2 separate regions of the Mus musculus genome follow, and region 1 is linked to region 2. A link is a contact called in public HiChIP or PLAC-seq data. All regions are on one chromosome and are shown on one strand. The core of a region is the stretch at or near the end of the contact, and the rest is flanking DNA. Distances in the headings are between cores, read along the strand shown.

Evidence for each region. HiChIP or PLAC-seq counts read pairs in DNA pulled down with a chosen protein or histone mark.
Region 1: a CTCF HiChIP or PLAC-seq map of the NIH/3T3 cell line shows a contact between it and region 2, with 9 read pairs. The contact joins two enhancer-like sites. A contact is called at or near these places in 7 of 39 promoter capture datasets (the 3T3-L1 cell line, the HPC-7 cell line, HPC-7-derived erythroid cells and 3 more), 1 of 15 datasets of contacts at CTCF or cohesin (the NIH/3T3 cell line), 6 of 484 Hi-C or Micro-C datasets (brown adipocytes, embryonic fibroblasts, liver and 3 more) and 2 of 115 datasets of contacts at active chromatin or transcription factors (embryonic fibroblasts and pancreatic cancer cells).

The regions. Positions count from the first base shown.
Region 1 is chr1:170,827,827-170,832,931 of GRCm38.p6, forward strand. The region is part of intron 7 of Atf6 (activating transcription factor 6); the gene reads right to left. Gm25235 (a small nuclear RNA gene) reads right to left here and starts at 5,045; the gene lies at 4,939-5,045. Within about 2 kb of position 1,740, at least 18 of the 459 cell types and tissues checked have an H3K27ac peak or open chromatin away from gene starts, as enhancers often do. A contact at or near this core is called in the NIH/3T3 cell line and embryonic fibroblasts, where this site is marked.
Region 2 is chr1:170,697,683-170,703,030 of GRCm38.p6, forward strand. No RefSeq gene overlaps it. Among named protein-coding and RNA genes, the nearest start is that of Gm23523, 51 kb to the right of the region's middle. Within about 2 kb of position 2,214, at least 36 of the 459 cell types and tissues checked have an H3K27ac peak or open chromatin away from gene starts, as enhancers often do. A contact at or near this core is called in the NIH/3T3 cell line and embryonic fibroblasts, where this site is marked.

The sequences.
Region 1 (5,105 bases), core at 490-2,989, 130 kb after region 2:
GGTCTTGATGCTCTTAACAAAAGCTTTAACAAAATGATTTTTTAAAAGGCATTCGGTTGCTAAAAGTTGTCTACTCATTCTCTCTCTGATTTAAGATAGGATAAAAGGAGAGCCAATTCACATTTAGCCCTAAAAGAGGACCTTGGATGTTTAGTGTTTAGAGGTTTGATTTGGTTTCTGAAAAAGAACACAAGTAGAGTGCCCGTTACTTTACATTGTAAATAGACTGTAGAATTACATCGTTCTTGAGAAACATCCTTCAAGGGGGGTCTCTAGTGAGCTTTATTCCTTACTGGACAAGCTAAGAATGCAAAGTTATAACCATCTGTGACGGGAGTTAACCAGTCATTTCTTGGTGTCATGCTCCCTACAGAAACTTTGAAAGAGGAGCTACAGAGTCCCTCTGGTAAAGGAGAAGGGCTGCTTCCACCTTGCTGTAAAAATGGAAGACTTCCAAGTTCATATTTGTCCATTGGATGAAAAGAGCACATCCACAGCACTTCAACCTAACACCCGAAATCTCGAACTTTTTAATACCATTTCTAGAAAAAAAGGAATCATAATACAAGCTGGAGAGATAGCTTGGCTAGAGCAGTGGCTGCTCTTCCAGAGGTCCTGAGTTCAATTCTCAGCAACCAACTGTAATGGGATCTGATGCCCTCTTCAGGTGAGTCTACAGACAGTTACAATGTACTCATATACATAGGATAAATAAATAGCTCTTTTAAAAAATTAAAGAGAAAAGGAAAAGAAATGCAAAATCCAATTTGGAACTGGAGAATGCCCTTTTCAGTATTCCTAATGCCCGCAGGCATGTGGGAAGGAATTCTCCCCTACCTTAGTAACCTTCTTTCCATGATAGCTCTGTGGACCTGACACAGGAGTTCAAAAAAAGATAGCCCTCTTGGAAAGGTGTGTGTGTGTGTGCGTGCATGCACACACGTGTACACGTGTCCATGAATGTTCATGTTTGTGTGTCAAGGTCTCCAATCAGAAAAGATTGGAAAGTGTGCAGAGTGAAGAAGGGTTTAATAGATGTCCCATAGAGTGAATGGGTAGGCAGGGAGAAACGGCTAGGGCCTCTAGCAACACAGTGTCAATCACTCTCACCTCTTAGGTTCTTTCTAGTTCTGTACTAATTCATGATCTTTTCCTTTCCATTGTTCCAGGCAATGAATTTCAGTAAAACTCTCAGCTATGTTGGTCCACTATAAAATATATAGAATATAATTTCACCACATTTTTCATGGTCCTTTATCCCAGTAACTCAAATCTCATAATTTTAAAATCCTAAATTAAGGTGATTAGGGCTCATGAACTGTTGAGAGGAGAAGAGATGGAAACAATGTAACAGACTTAAACAGAATGCTCCAGCCTAACCTCACACCTGGCAACATTCAACTGCCCTTCAACAGAAAGATACCCATGCTCTCTACCAAGCCAACTTTATAATTCCAGAATTTCATTTAACAGAGTACATAGAGAATGTCTATACTAAAATAAAATGTCTATTTTTTTCATCAGGATCAGAGCTAAAACCAAACTGTACTTCTTGAAAATGTAGGTAAGGTTTCCAAGAGTTAAACATAACAGATTTACCAGCAAAGGCAGGAAGACTGAAATTATAATCTGAGCCAGGCAAACTGTTTCATAACAGAAAATGTGGCACTTAATGTAGTCTGCAGAAGATGGTATGCTAGCAACGCTACGTATGGCGGTAGCTGGCCCCTAGAGAATGCGGCTTGCCAAACAAAAGAATTCAAAACAGGTAGGGAATGAGTAGCCATGTCAACATTACAAAGCCACGAAAGACTGATAGTAGTTTTCTGAATTACAACTTTTCCACCATATGGTTTAAAAGCACAAAAATGGCACGACATGAAAAACTGAGGGATACATTTTGAATCAAGACTAACTACACTAACTCACATTTAAGGAGACTTAAAAAACATATGCATGCTACTAACATAGAGGCTGTTCCGGTGGCTCAGTCCTCTCTACAGCTCCTTCTAGAGCAGGCTTTACTTTGGGTGCCTTGGGAAGATTAGCAGACTAATGCTTTTCTACCTCAAAGAAATATGAAAAACTCACATTGAAAAGTCTTGACTCATTTCCTATGTGGTGGTTTGAATAACAAGGCCTCCCCCTTCCCACCTCTACCATGCCCCTCTCAAAGACTCCTATATTTGAATGCTTAGTCACCAGGGAGTGGCACTATTTGAGAAAGATTAAGAGGTGTGACCTTATTAGAGAAAGTGTGTCACTGAAGCCCATTCTAGACCCACTTCTCTCTCAGGATATAGCTTTCAGCTACTTCTTCAGCACCATGTCTGCCTGCATGCCACCATGCTGCCTGCCATGATGATAATGGACTAAACCTCTGAAACTGTAAGCAAGACTCCACTTAAATGTTTTCTCTTATACGAGTTGCTTTGGTCATGGTGCCTCTTCACAGCAATAGAACAGTGACTAAGATACCCTGCTATGCTATAAATGAAAACAGCTCAGAAACTGCGATTCTGTTTAACTGGAAGATCATCCTAATAGTCTTTTGGTCTCTTATATTAAACACAGACTACATCAATATCCCTTTTATAATTCTGTCAGCTCTAATTTCTGAATCAGAGCCAATACTACTAACAATAAAAGATAACACTCATCAATACAGATACACTCTCATCTCAAACATCCTAACTAAGGTGTTTACTAAGACTTTGTCAGCAAGTTACTCAAAACTTCCCAGAGTCCTCTAAATACTGCAAAAGCAGAACATATGTTCTTTCACATCAAACAACCAATGAAAGATGTCTGGCTAACAGACCAACATGCAATTAACTGAATTTGTTTGGAGATTACAAATGGTTCAGGGAATCCATCACTGTCAGCATTCAGCTGCCTATTAATCACAGTCTAAAAAGAAAACTGGCCTCCAGTATCTAAACATAATGTCTGTATCTACAAGCTTAGGATTTGAAGAGCTCTTTCTATCACTTACCTGCACCTGTTCCAGATGACCCACTGGAATAACCCAGAAGAATTCTGTTGTCCACATGACACCCTACCTTTCCTAACAGATAGCTCCTTTGTCTACCTTCAGTCTTCTCTTTTAATGTACTGAATCACTACAATCCTTAAACAGTCTTCTATGGCATGGTCTCTTGGGGATGGGACGGGTACTAAAGATTGAACCTAGGGCCTGTGCATGCCAAGCAAGCACTGTGCTACGGACCACATTTCCAGCCCTCAGTTTTTAGAAACCTTTCCCATCTTTTGTTCCTCTGGAATTCTAAACACTTGGGATATTATAATTGTTAAAAAAAAATATGACTATGTTAATATTTAACAACTACACCATACTATCATTCTACTTAAAGTTCTAAGGTAATGTCAAATGTTTTCTACTGTTAGTTTCATTCGGGAATATCACACACACAAAAAATGCCAAACTCCTAATTTCAAAATTATTCAGAAGATATTTGAAGGGATCTTTGAATTGTTGGAGAAGCAAAGGCCACAGCTGGAAGCCAGGACAGGGAATCCCTGCTAGAGGAATAAGTTCTGTTTCCTGAGTCGGGTTTTAAGTTAAATTCTGTGTGCCCTACCTCTTCCTCTTCAACACCTTTCCTTTCTTAGACCTTAAACCCAAGCCCTGTGTACACAGCAGTCACCCAATGCCCTTCCTTACCCACTTCATGTACTCCAGAAAGCCAGTCAGGAAGTTAAAATGCTACTTTTACACTGCAAGGAAGGGGACAAATCCCTGAACCCTTGTCCCTGACAGCCCCACAGTCTCACTCCCCTTCAGCACTGAATCTCCTAAGGGGTCTCCCCAGAAGGAATGGAACTGAAAGCCTGGTATTAGAACCAGCGCCTATCCCCTGTCATGTGGAACGACTGCCCTGGTATAAACTTGATCGCATCCACCAAGGTCAGAGGTCCTAGATAGTTTGGGGGATATACAGACATGTACTTGGGGTGGGGGTGGGGGAGTGGGTCATATCTCCCTGTTCTTGTTAATCTCCATGATTGTACTGGCTAGTTTTGTGTCAACTTGACACAGTGGGAGTTATCACAGACAAAGGAGCTTCAGTTGAGGAAATGCCTCCATAAGATCCAACTGTAAGGCATTTTCTCAATTAGTGATCAAGGGGGAAAGGCCCCTTGTAGGTGGGACCATCTCTGGGCTTGTAGTCTTGGGTTCCATAAGAGAGCAGGCTGAGCAAGCCAGGGGAAGCAGGCCAGTAAAGAACATCCCTCCATGGCCTCTGCATCAGCTCCTGCTTCCTGACCTGCTTGAGTTCCAGTCCTGACTTCCTTTGGTGATGAACAGCAGTATGGAAGTGTAAGCTGAATAAACCCTTTCCTCCCCAACTTGCTTCTTGGTCATGGTGTTTGGGCAGGAATAGAAACCCTGACTAAGACAATGATAATAAAATATGCATGTCTAAGGAAAAAAATAAAAGGAAAAGTCTCCACCTTTTTAAAATGTTCTGGTTTCCTGGTCCTGTGAAAAGCATGCTCTTTTAGTTCCTTGAGACAGGGGTTCTCTGTGCAGCTGACTGTCTTGGAACTTGCTCTGTAGACCAGGCTGGCTTCAAACTCAGAGATCTGGCTACCTCTGCCTCCTAAGTGCTGGGATTAAAGGCGTGTGCCACCACCACCCAGCTACTGGTTAAACTTTTTAAATAAATAAATAAATAAATAAATAAATAAATAAATAAATAAATAAATAAATAAATGAAACCCTCACAGAATATTTTTGAATTTCTGCTATCGTCATTCTCTTTCTACATACTACATACTAGAAAATCTCCTACCTACTAGAAGAGAAAGCCAGCTTCTATAGCTAGCTACGCCTTTCCAATATTGCTTCCTCTGTGCCGTGTTCACCAGAAGCCTTTTTGTTTTAACTCCTAGACAGATAGCTGATACTCTTTTTTTTAATATGGACACTTCATGAATCTGCGTGTCATTCTTGTGCAGGGGCCATGCTAATCTTCTCTGTATTTTCCCAATTTTAGTATATGTGCTGCCAAAACATGCACATTTGTGACTCTTAAAGACTGATTTTGACTGGATTCAGACATAGTAGAATTTTTCAGCAA
Region 2 (5,348 bases), core at 964-3,463:
CTGATACCCCCAGGCTCCAAATGGCCTCTGGGTTACTCTGCCCTTCTAAATCTTCTCACTGGCAGAGGAATTCCTGTTTGCCTCCATAGACCCATGCAAACTCCTTCACCTCACAATGGTCACTTCTGTTATGGAGGGGCCGCTTTCTCCCATGATGCATTTGCAGAACAGAAAGGGCCTTCACAGGGATGCCCTTTTGGTCATCGCATTCCTGCAGGACAAACCATCCCGCCCTCTGTGACTCCAAGGGGCCAGGGCCTTTATTTCTCTCCTGTCTCTTAAAGAGCAAGTGACTGCATATGGCCCCCAGGCCTTGCTGCCTTTTGAACTCTGAGGAAGCCAGTCTACCTTTTGTTTCTCTGTGACACCCAGGCCAGTGGTCATGATAAATTGGAGGCTGCACAGAAAGCTGGGAGGGCTGCCAGCAACTGGACCTCTCTCCCGCAGGAAACTGCTGACTAGAAATACTGGAGCCACCAAGGCAGCTCCTGGCTACTGGGCTCGAAGAGTTATAGTATGAATCCTCAGAGCATTCAAGCATAGCTGGCAGGCCAGGCCAGGCCAGAGGGAGGATGCGGCCAGAGTAATAGCATTAAAGGTCTACCATGTCCAAAGGGAGTGGCACTGGCGAGTAGATCCTTCAGTATCCTGACACATTTGATGATGGGCCCCTCACAAGACAATGTGCTTCCCTGAGCATCTCTTCGGAACCTCCTGAGAACAATGTCAAATGGTAGGGAGCAGAATGGAATGGGGTGCATGCGTGTCATATGCCAGCATCTTCCCGGATAGTCTCCCCAGTGAAGCTGGGACTTCCCAGTCTGTGCTGAGGTGTGCTGGAAGTTAGAGCCTTTTTCCATGTGACATGGTTGACATTTCCATTCTGTAGGGGCTTGTCACAGCAGGTGGGCTACAAGGTCACCATCCCATTATGAGGAGTCTCTTGATGTTATACATAGTCACTATAAAATCTTTCCTCCAAGAATTTAAGAGCTTGTGTGCTTTCCCTTGGTTTTTATCTTTATGGTTCCTTCCTTCCTTCCTTCCTTCCTTCCTTCCTTCCTTCCTTCCTTCCTTCCTTCCTTCCTTCCTTCCTTCCTTCCTTCCTCTCTCTCTCTCTCTCCCTCTCTCTCTCTCTCTCTCTCTCTCTCTCTTTCTCTCTCTTTTTCTTTTTCTTTTTTTCTCTGACTCAGAATTTGGATGGCTCTCCCAAAGTCACTAGAGTGTGATCTAAGAATGAGAGTGGTGCCAGGCTCAAGGGTTGAGCTGCTTTTCTGCACCCCGATAAACAAACATGGGAGCTGAGACTGAAGCTGGCCTGTCTGCCCCTTGGCACCGTTCCTAGGCTACTCCTGAAGCACAGGCCCTCTCTCCCTAGGAGACTTCCAAGAGGGGGGATTTGGCCTTCCCACCTACGGGTATGGGGTCCTCTCTTGGGGGCATGAGGAGGAGGAAAGGGACTGAGGGCACTGCAGGGTCTTATTCTTTCCCTTGAGTACCTATGTGACCAGAAGCTGTGTGCTAAGCTTCTTCCCTGGAAACCCTCCAACTCCAGGCGCCTTAGGCTGGGAGTGTTTGGTCACCGACCACGTTTGAATTCTTCCATCTTCTCAGGAGTGGCTCCTTCTTCTTTTTTGGTCTTTGTGTTGCTTCAGGCTTCTTCTTGGGTCAGCCGCTATCCTTTCTCACCAACTCCTCACACCAACCCAAGCCTTCTCTCTCCCCCTCTGTTTATACCATTTCTAGCAGTTTCTCTGAGGACAGAGGCTTGGGAGCCAAATCTTCTCACCTCTCTCTCTCTCTCTCTCTCTCTCTCTCTCTCTCTCTCTCTCTCTCTCTCTCTCTCTCTCCCCTCCCCTCCCCCAGGCCTCCCTGTTCTCCCCTCTTCTTCCCTCAGTCCTATTCTCTCTCCTTCCAAGAACATGCCATTGCTTCCCAGAACGTTCCATTTGCAGTCATGGCTATTTTCATGTGTTTCCCGTTCTAACATCGCAGAGGAATGTCTGACGTCATCTCCACAAGAGAATCCAATAGCCACCCACCCCAGTTACTCTCTCCTTTCCTTTCTTTGCTAGATCTTTGCTCGGTCTTGACTCTATTTAAATGCAACTTTCTCTGTGTGTCGCTGGAACCCTGTTCTACCCTGAGTGTCTTGAATTGTGTTGCTTCATAACCATCCGATGTAGGTCTCAAGGGACCTGACTCGTTGGCTCCGAACTTGTCTACACAGTAGAATCATCTCAGGAAATGTAACATTCCTATGTTTAGATCACACCCTATGGCAATTAAGTCAGAATGTCTGGGGGTGGGAACCAGCCTGCAGTCAGTTTTAAACACTCCCAATGATTCCAATAGATCTCAGAGATTGGGAGCCACCAGTATAAAGAGGGTTGTGCTGAAGGGAGTGAGAGCCTGCAACCCACTGGATATACTCCAGTGGGGGAACTGTGAAGACAAGAGAGGAGGGTCCAGGATCCCTTCCAGGTACACCCGACCTCTCCCAGCCTGTGTCTTAGGAAGGGCTGATCACCAGCCCAGGAGACTTCCTGCTTCATCAGCAGAGGGTGCGATCTCAAACAGGACATCTCAGAAGCCATGGGTCTGGAGGAGAGCAAGCAGTCAGTGTGTTTCCTTTCTGGAGTCAGACCCCCAAGCCCTGGATGCTTGCTGGTTTGGCTGAGCATATGTACCTGGGAAAGGATCTAATCCTGACTCCTGTCTCTTTGGCTGAGGCTGCAGCCAGCTGGGACAGCAGGAGGCCATGCATCCAACCAAGGATGGGAGACTGAGAATGTTTGTGATGACCCCCGTGGTCTTTCAAAATAGCAGTCAAAAAAAAAGAAAAGAAAAGAAAAGAAAAGAAAAGAAAAGAAAAGAAGAGAAAAGAAAAGAAAAGAAAAAGGAAGCTGCAGAAGACTTACCTGTGGCAGAGTCTCAAGGTCCTTAGCTCCAGCGGCTTGGGCAGGCATCTTCATACAAGGCTGTCAGATACCTGTGTGAATCCTTCTATACCTGTTTAAACAGATTACTGGGCCTAGCCAGCCCCAGGGTCTGCCATGGTTACTTTTCTATTGCTTTGATAAGATACTATGACAAAGGCAAAAGCAGTGTGCACGGTGAATGCTCTGTGGTGACATGTGGTGACATGTGGTGACATGCAAACACAGGTGATGAATGCCAGTTTTTCGCCTATTCTGGAAAGACAATCTATGTTTCTGGCTTTGTAAAGACTCAACAAAGCAACTCAAAATACTGTTCTGGTTTAACATGCCCCAAACCCTATGTCCAGAGCACACTGCCCATAGCATTTCTGGGCCTCACACAATGAATGAGACCCTGAGGGGGTTCCTGACTGTCTAAACATCACTGCCTCGCAGAAATGACAAGTATTTAACAAACATCTACTTCAGAGGTGGTGAAAAGGGAAAAAATATCCGATTTCTGTGAGTTCAAGCCTCTTTCTGGGTGGCTTCTGTCCTGCTAACCTGAACCAGATAATCACTCCAGGGAGAGGAATTAGCCTGCCGGTTGCAATGTGCCTCTAGAGGTGCTCGCCAGGATGGTCACCCACAGAACCATTTACAACAAAGGCCTCAATGCTTCAGCCTCCTTCCTGCCCAGGCTGTTTAAATTAAGATGAATTTCCAGGTCCTCCCAGCTGGTGGCTTGATGGAAAAGGCCTGGCCTGACTCACGGCAACCTCCTCCTGGTTGTACCAGGGCTGTTGGATTTTGTCTTCTAAGAGACTGCCAGACTCAAAAGGGGCAATGTGCTGGTCTGATGTGAAAAATGTTGCTTAGCAGTGGGGAATTCCAGCAATTTGAAACCAGAGGCAATGTGGTAGACACACCATTTGTATCCTGGGACCAGCAGTCAAATGAGGGGGGGACTCTGTGGCTATGGTAAGGCCCTGGCCAGTGAGCTTTCCACACGCCATCTCTCTCCTGGGATCAACTTGTGTCTTGGTTTTATGCTTTTAGGCTGACCAGAAACTTCTAGAGGCTGCCTTTTCTACTGTGGGGACAGAGGGTGACCACATGGAACCAGGAGCAGATACTGTACAAGCATCGCCAGGAGAAAAAGTATTGTCCAGCCTCTGTGCAGTTTCCCACGACCTACCGCTAGATGCTTGAGCCTGTTACATCACTTAGACTGTGGTTAGGAGTTTACATTCCACGGCCAGTTCTTCTAGCCCACTGTCTATGAGGGAAGAGTCCACGAATCCCACTGGTGCCCAGACAATGGCCATGACCCCAGAGACGTGAGAAGTCAGGCGGGACACCTAAGAAATAAAAGAGACTCTGAGTTCTTCCTGGGAACTGAGTCACTGTTTAAAAAATCATGAGCTGTAAACAACTGCAGATGCCACTTTTAAAAATTCATCTCAAAAGGTTCTCCATTTAAAGGCACATAGATTTCAAGAAGTCTTGCAAAGCAATTCATGTCATAAAGTGGTCCATTTATTAATGCAGTGCCTTGCATTTATTGTAAGCTACATCCTGCACTGCTAGACCAATATATTGTGTGGTTGGTAATCTCTTACCAATCTCAGAGTCTAAGACTCTCACCAGGAATTTATTTTGTGAGGAAAATTCTTAAGGCAGGGAAAAGCTGTGTAGAAGCACATACTGAAGAGCGGGCAGTGCATGCATCCTGGGACTAGGGTTGCATGTTATGTCCCACCACGTAACTCAGACAGATAGAGAGCACAAAGGCTGCTGTCCAGGGGAGGGAGTGTAACAGCTGTTCCCCATGCAGTCAGCACTGAGGGGCTTCTGAGGGAATGAGTGACTCATGGCAACCTCCTCAGCACTTGCCTTTGGTGAAGTTCCCCTTTCCTGAACACCCTGGCTGCACATGTTGCATGGTTTGGTTTCTTTCTCTCTGCTTTGTCACCTGTTGTCATCTTTTATGGATGGCCTCAAAGGGTGAAAGCCAATGAAGAAAGAGGGCTGTGGCTTTCCAATCATCAGAGTTAATGTCAACGACAGGCTTCACTGCGTACTAGTCATAAGATCCTAGGATCCTATGACTAAGAAGTTAATCCCTTCTGTTTCTTCACCTGTGATGTGTGTGGATAATGATAACTATGACTAGGCTGATATCTTTTAAAAACCTTTTGTTTTAGTGTGTGTGTGTGTGTATATGTGTGTGTGTGTGTGTGTGTGTGTGTATAAAACCATATCTTCTGGAAGATGAAGCTCTCTTAACCGCTGAACCCTCTCTCCAGCCTTTCTAACACTTCTTTGAAGCTTAAATGATTCGTGCTTGCAAAGCCTTAGAACAATGTCTGGCAGAAAGCTACACCTTCGATAAGCACCAGCTATTACCATTAACTGAACCAAGGA